Regions from separate parts of the Sus scrofa genome. Here region 1 is linked to region 2. A link is a contact called in public Hi-C data. All regions are on one chromosome and are shown on one strand. The core of a region is the stretch at or near the end of the contact, and the rest is flanking DNA. Distances in the headings are between cores, read along the strand shown. Region 1 holds the start of DNAJC17 (dnaJ homolog subfamily C member 17). Region 2 holds the start of INO80 (DNA helicase INO80).

Region 1 (2,732 bases), core at 151-2,650, 320 kb before region 2:
TACACCATAGCAACAGCAATGCAGAATCTAAGCTGCACCTGCTACCTACACCACAGCTCATGGCAACGCCAGATCCATAATCCGCTGAGGGAAGGCAGGGATCAACCCTCATTCTCATGGATACTATTCGGGTTCATAACTTGCTGAGCCACAATGGAAATTTCCTTTTTTAATCTTTTTTTTTTTTTTAGGGCCACACCCATGACATATAGAATTTCCCAGGCTAGGGGTCCATGCCACAGCCTCAGCAACGCCAGATCCAAGCTGCATCTGTGAACTATACCACAGCCCACAGCAACGCCAGATCCTTAAGCCACTGAGCGAGGCCAGGGATCAAACCTGCGTCCTCATGGATGCTAGTTAGATTCGTTTCCGCTAAGGCACCACGGGAACTCCCCTATTTTAATTTTTAATGGCTGCACTCACAGCATATGGAAGTTCCTCCCAGGGCAGCTGCAGCAACGCCAGATCCTTTATCCCATTGTGCCTGGCCTGGAGGCAAACCCGTACCTCCACAGCGACCTGAGCCGCTGCAGTGGCATTCTCAACCCACTGTGCCACAGTGGGAACTCCTCTCGCGCATTTATCAACACCTTCCTGTGGAATTCCAGGCCATTTGCCTTACCCTTCTGATCCTGCTTTTGACCCATTAGAACATGCTGAGAGGACAACACCTGAGCAACTGCTACTTGAAGAGTCAATGGGCTGGGGTGTAAAAGAAAACAGAGATGGCAGAGTCATAGGTCACACTGCCAAGGAGGGGATGAAGAGGGAATGGAGAAGCCTTAAGACCTGTCCTCTCCTAGGCTCTAAGCGAAGTTAAATCAACCTGCTGGAGAGAATGAATGACTCACGTCTGCACAGTGTAGCAGAATCAGAAGCTGACATTGCGCAGGCGCAGTGAGGAAGCAAAGATTGCCCGCCTGGCTGGCTATGCCGCCTCCTTTAGACAAGGGCCACGGGGAGACGTCAGTACCGTACTCCACTCAAAGAACCTCCTTCCTGTGCTCTCTCTTCCTCATGAAGTCCTCAGACCACTAGGAAAGGTCTCGGAACCCGCTTCTGAGGCCGTCGGGCCGACCCCTCGTTGCCAAACACCCAGGGCCGGGTCGAACCTGGAAAGCTGGTGGTGCCAGCCTCGGGAGAGAGGCCAAGACCGGAAGAGTCGCCAGGTCGCTCGGGAACGGCCCTCCTCGCTCCAGTTCTCACCTCTTTGTCCGCCGCCTTCTCCCCGATACCTAGCAGCGCGTACAGATCCATCTGTAAGAGCTCTTTGGTCACCGCCATGGTTCCAATCCTGACTGGATTAGTACTACAACTCCCAGGAGTCTAAGCGTGTCGGGACCGGGGACAGTTGGATCCCAAGCCAGCTGAATGGCGCTTAGCCCCCTGGGAAATGTCGTGATCTGGGCCAGCCAGGCTTGACTGCCTCTGAGAGAAGTTGGCAGGGGTGAAAGAACTACGACTCCCAGCAGCGTCCGCGCACGCCACTACTGCTCTCCCGCAGGGGTGACTGTCGTAATTCCTTGCTCCGAGGCCTTGGCTCTCGCGCGCAAGTGGGCGTGGGGAAGCAGGGGCGGGGCTGGGCGAAGGTCCTAGGGCTTCTGGACCTGACTCACAAGAAATCAACTCTGCAGACCCTGTTACGCCGGGAACCAGGATGGAGAGTAGGTGCTACGGCTGCGCTGTCAAGTTCACCATCTTCAAAAAGGAGGCGAGTCTTCTCTCCCCGGGGGTCTAGAGGGCCAAGGAGGACGCAGAGAGGAGGGAAATGCATAGGACTTGCATTCTTGGTTTTACGGAAAATTTCCACCTGTCTGATTTTGATGAAGCCACTCAGCTTCAGTTTCCGTTTCTGTAGAATGAAGTTAACACTCCGTTGGGGTTGATGCGAGGGTCCAGTGAGGTCCAGGAGGTGATAGTTCTTTGTAAACTGTGAAGCGAACCCCTGTCATTTTTGGAAAGCTAGGTTTTTCTGTCCACCAAGTGTAGGGTTCAGCTGTTTCCTTCTCTCTAGCCTACCCATCTGAAGCCTGGACTTTAGTTAATGCTCTGTGACTGACCTCTCCATCACACCATGCCCGTTTTTTTTCTCTGCTCTGAAACCTTCACCATCAAGCAGCCTTCCCTGCTTTCTTGAGTTAGATTACCACCTTATCTTCTGCCCCCAGGGCACCATGGCAGAATCTCACTTGTCCTCAGCACTGACCTGTCAAGTTCCTCTGGTAAACTGCAGGCTTTCTCTGCCTCCATTGCGACCAGATAGGATGAATGAATAGCAGGTGGTGAAGTAGATCCGTGTGGCCCTCAGAAACCTGGGTTTTGGAGTCAAAGTGATCAGAATTCAAATTTGAGCTCTGCTGTCATTCATGGGGTGAACTTGCTTTGGACAAGTCATGTAACTTTGCTGATCCCTTCCTATTATCCCAATAGAATAAGAATGGTGATCATCAGGATTAAGTAAGATAGTGTGTGTAAATTGTCAGAATTAAATTATGTGATGAACGTTGAGTACTGAGCTTAGAGCCTGGCACACAATAGGTGCTTAATAATGGAGGCTTTTGTTACCATCCCATCCTAGTCAAGCCGCCCTCCATCTCTGCTAGAGCAGAGAAGGCATGGACTCTGCACTTTATTGCTCCTTTGCTGAAGAGTCAGTGACCTGAAGCATGGTCTTTTGCCTGTTTGTCTTCTGCACCCCAATGTCAGGGAATTAGAGGAGAAAGCATGAG
Region 2 (2,700 bases), core at 42-2,541:
ATCTCAATAAAGCTGTTACTTTAAAAATATATAATAAAAAGCTGGCACTAGTAAACCACGATGAAAATTTCTTTGGGAAAGGAAGTCATGAAAGTCACTGATTGGAAAAGTAAGCTGGTTACTTGTGACGTTAGGAAGGTCAAATTCCTATTTTCTTCTTCCATTCCTTCCAGCAACTATATGAACGTAAAACTACAGACAGTGTTTGGATCAAAGAACTCAGGCACAGCTGGCTGTTAACTAAAATAGTGAGTGTTTTCTTAGGATCTTTCACTCCTCAACTGTAGGGGGCTTCCATCCTCGGTGATTACGGAAGTAGTAGTTTTTATCAGCAACCTCAAGAAGGAATGTCAAATTGGATGACACTTGCCTAGACGCCCTAAAAAAAGCCTAAAAGACTGAAAGGGGTGACACCTACACACTCCTCAGTCTGCGCACGTGTTGGGCTGCCCCCACCCAACACCAACGAGCAGCGTGCACCATACACCCAGATCTCAACTTGTTCCCCATAAACTGACACACTGTCAAGCCCTTAGAGCTCATCTGCTTAAAAGGACAGATATAGCCCTCACCAGGTTCCCACTTGAGCCAAACCAGCCCCCGCCCTGCCCCACCCCACCCCCAAACCCACACACGTGTTAGCCCGACACCGCCCCACCGGGTCCCACGTGCACCTGGTCTAACACACTCCCCACGTGTGGGCGCCCCACGGGCTTCCTAGGCTGGCTGAGGTCACCGCGTGACCCCAGGTCTCCAGAGGCAGGAGGAGGAAAGGACGAGGCCCAGGTCCCCTGAGGTCCTAATCTTGTGGGGAGTGTCCATACCCATCCTCCTTACTAACCCCAACAAATCCAAGGGCCGGGGGCGACGGCCCCTTTAAGACGCGGCCCAGTCGTCGCCCGCAGAGAGGGGCGCAACGGGGCCTACACAACCCCCCCTCCGTTCGCCCGCCCACGTCTAGTCGCCTCACCTCGGGCCGCCGGGCCCCGCCGCCGCGGCGGCGGCGGAGGGGGGGCGGAGTGCGGGCGGGGTCCGGAGGGGGGGGTCGCCCCGCCGACGGTGGAGCCGCGGTTTGCTCTCTGAGGCCGTGGGACGGTGACTGCGTTGGGCGTGGACGCTCCTAGCTCGCTCCCTCGGCGGCTCCTGGGACCCCAAGATGGCGGCGGCGCTGAGGCGGCTGCGGGCGCTGGGCCGGCGGCGGCGGCGGCCACTTTCACTCACTGAGAGGAGCGGAGCAGGGACACGGGGAGCCATGGCGGGGGGGAGGAGAGGCGCCATAGCCAGGCCAGAACAATCGAACTGCTACTCAGCGGGCTTACCCCTGCCCCGCCCACGCTCCCTGCTCGTTGCCAGCCCGTGGCCGTCCGCAGTGCCGCTGCTGTCGACCTCGTGCAGCTCGCACCCCGCAGCTGCCGCCTGACGCCCCGCGCAGACCGGGGTTCGGGGGGGAGACCCTGATCCATGCCATCTGAGTGCAGATTGGTCGGGGCTGGGACTGGCGAAGATTGCCGAAAGGCGGCGAGGAGGAGGAGGAGGATGTCATCGCTAGAGTGAGCAAGCAGATCTCGCGGGAGCAAATGTCGCGAGACCTCTTCAGGCCTGCAACCGCCGAAGAAAGGTTACTTTTCCCGGAAGTAACGTCAATCGAAACATCCCGGGATCTTGGGAACGTTCAATCCGCAGACTGGATCTGGGAGGGTTCTTGTGATTAGTTTGTTAGGGGCTACTAAGCACTGCTGAGATCACTTGAGTGAAAGGATAGGCTTGGGCGTGGTATTTTATCCTGTTTTTGGCACCTTTGGGCGGAGTTGTACATTTTTCGGGAAAATGCCTGCTGTGTAGAACTACTCTTAGTTTGGACAGGATGCATAAATGAAGGCTTTAAGATTCAAGCACTTAGAAACACAGACCTGTCATCAGAAGTCTCTCCCTCTTCTCACACTCACTCAGTGAACCTCTGAAATTGATTTGTCTGTGCCAACTCCGTAGTTTGAGACTCCTGCAACCCACATTTACTTAAGTTAATATAGCTCAATGAGCAGCATGTATGTTGAGAAGTATCTAGTGTACAGCTTGAGTGCAAATAAGGATTAGAGGAATTTAGTGAAAGTTAAGGATTCTATTTCATTTCCCTCGGGTCTCATGTTTTAATTCATTTCAGTCTGGCCCTTAGCATTTAAGCAGAACAGAGTTTGGTTAAGGTCACTGAGAAGCCTTCTTGGGCCGAATTCACTGGACTTTAAAGAATTAATTTTGCTGGATTTCCCGTCCTGGCTCAGTAGTTAACGAATCCGACTGGGAACCATGAGGTTGCAGGTTCTATCACTGGCCTTGCTCAGTGGGTTAAAGATCCGGCATTGCTGTGAGCTGTGGTGTTGCATTGCTGTGAGCTGTGGTGTAGGTCGCAGACGCGGCTGGGATCCCGAGTTGCTGTGGCTCTTGCGCAGGCCAGTGGCTACAGCTCTAATTATATCCCTAGCCTGGGAACCTCCATATGCCGCAGGAGCGGCCCTAGAAAAGACCAAAAAAAAAGAATTAATTTTGCTTAAAGGGGAGTTCCCGTCATGGCGCAGCGGAAACTAATTCAACTAGCAACCCTGAGGTTGTGGGTTTGATCCCTGGCCTCCCTCAGTGCGTTAAGGATCTAGCGTCACCATGAGCTATGGTGTAGGTTGCAGAGGCGGCTCAGATCTGTGGCTG

Evidence for each region. A called contact is a pair of places that touch in the nucleus more often than the background predicts.
Region 1: a contact with region 2 is called in a Hi-C map of skeletal muscle, with 6 times the contacts expected there. The contact joins the promoter of DNAJC17 here to the promoter of INO80 in region 2. A contact is called at or near these places in 1 of 5 promoter capture datasets (liver) and 6 of 47 Hi-C or Micro-C datasets (heart right ventricle, liver, psoas muscle and 1 more).

Annotation. Positions count from the first base shown.
Region 1 is chr1:130,515,393-130,518,124 of Sscrofa11.1, reverse strand. DNAJC17 (dnaJ homolog subfamily C member 17) reads right to left here and starts at 1,400. Exons shown (of 11, transcript XM_001929383.4): 1 at 1,210-1,400. The coding sequence starts at 1,287. ZFYVE19 (abscission/NoCut checkpoint regulator) reads left to right here and starts at 182. Exons shown (of 12, transcript XM_001929402.5): 1 at 182-1,262; 2 at 1,638-1,714. The coding sequence starts at 1,661.
Region 2 is chr1:130,200,296-130,202,995 of Sscrofa11.1, reverse strand. INO80 (DNA helicase INO80) reads right to left here and starts at 1,291. Exons shown (of 36, transcript XM_003121588.5): 1 at 971-1,291.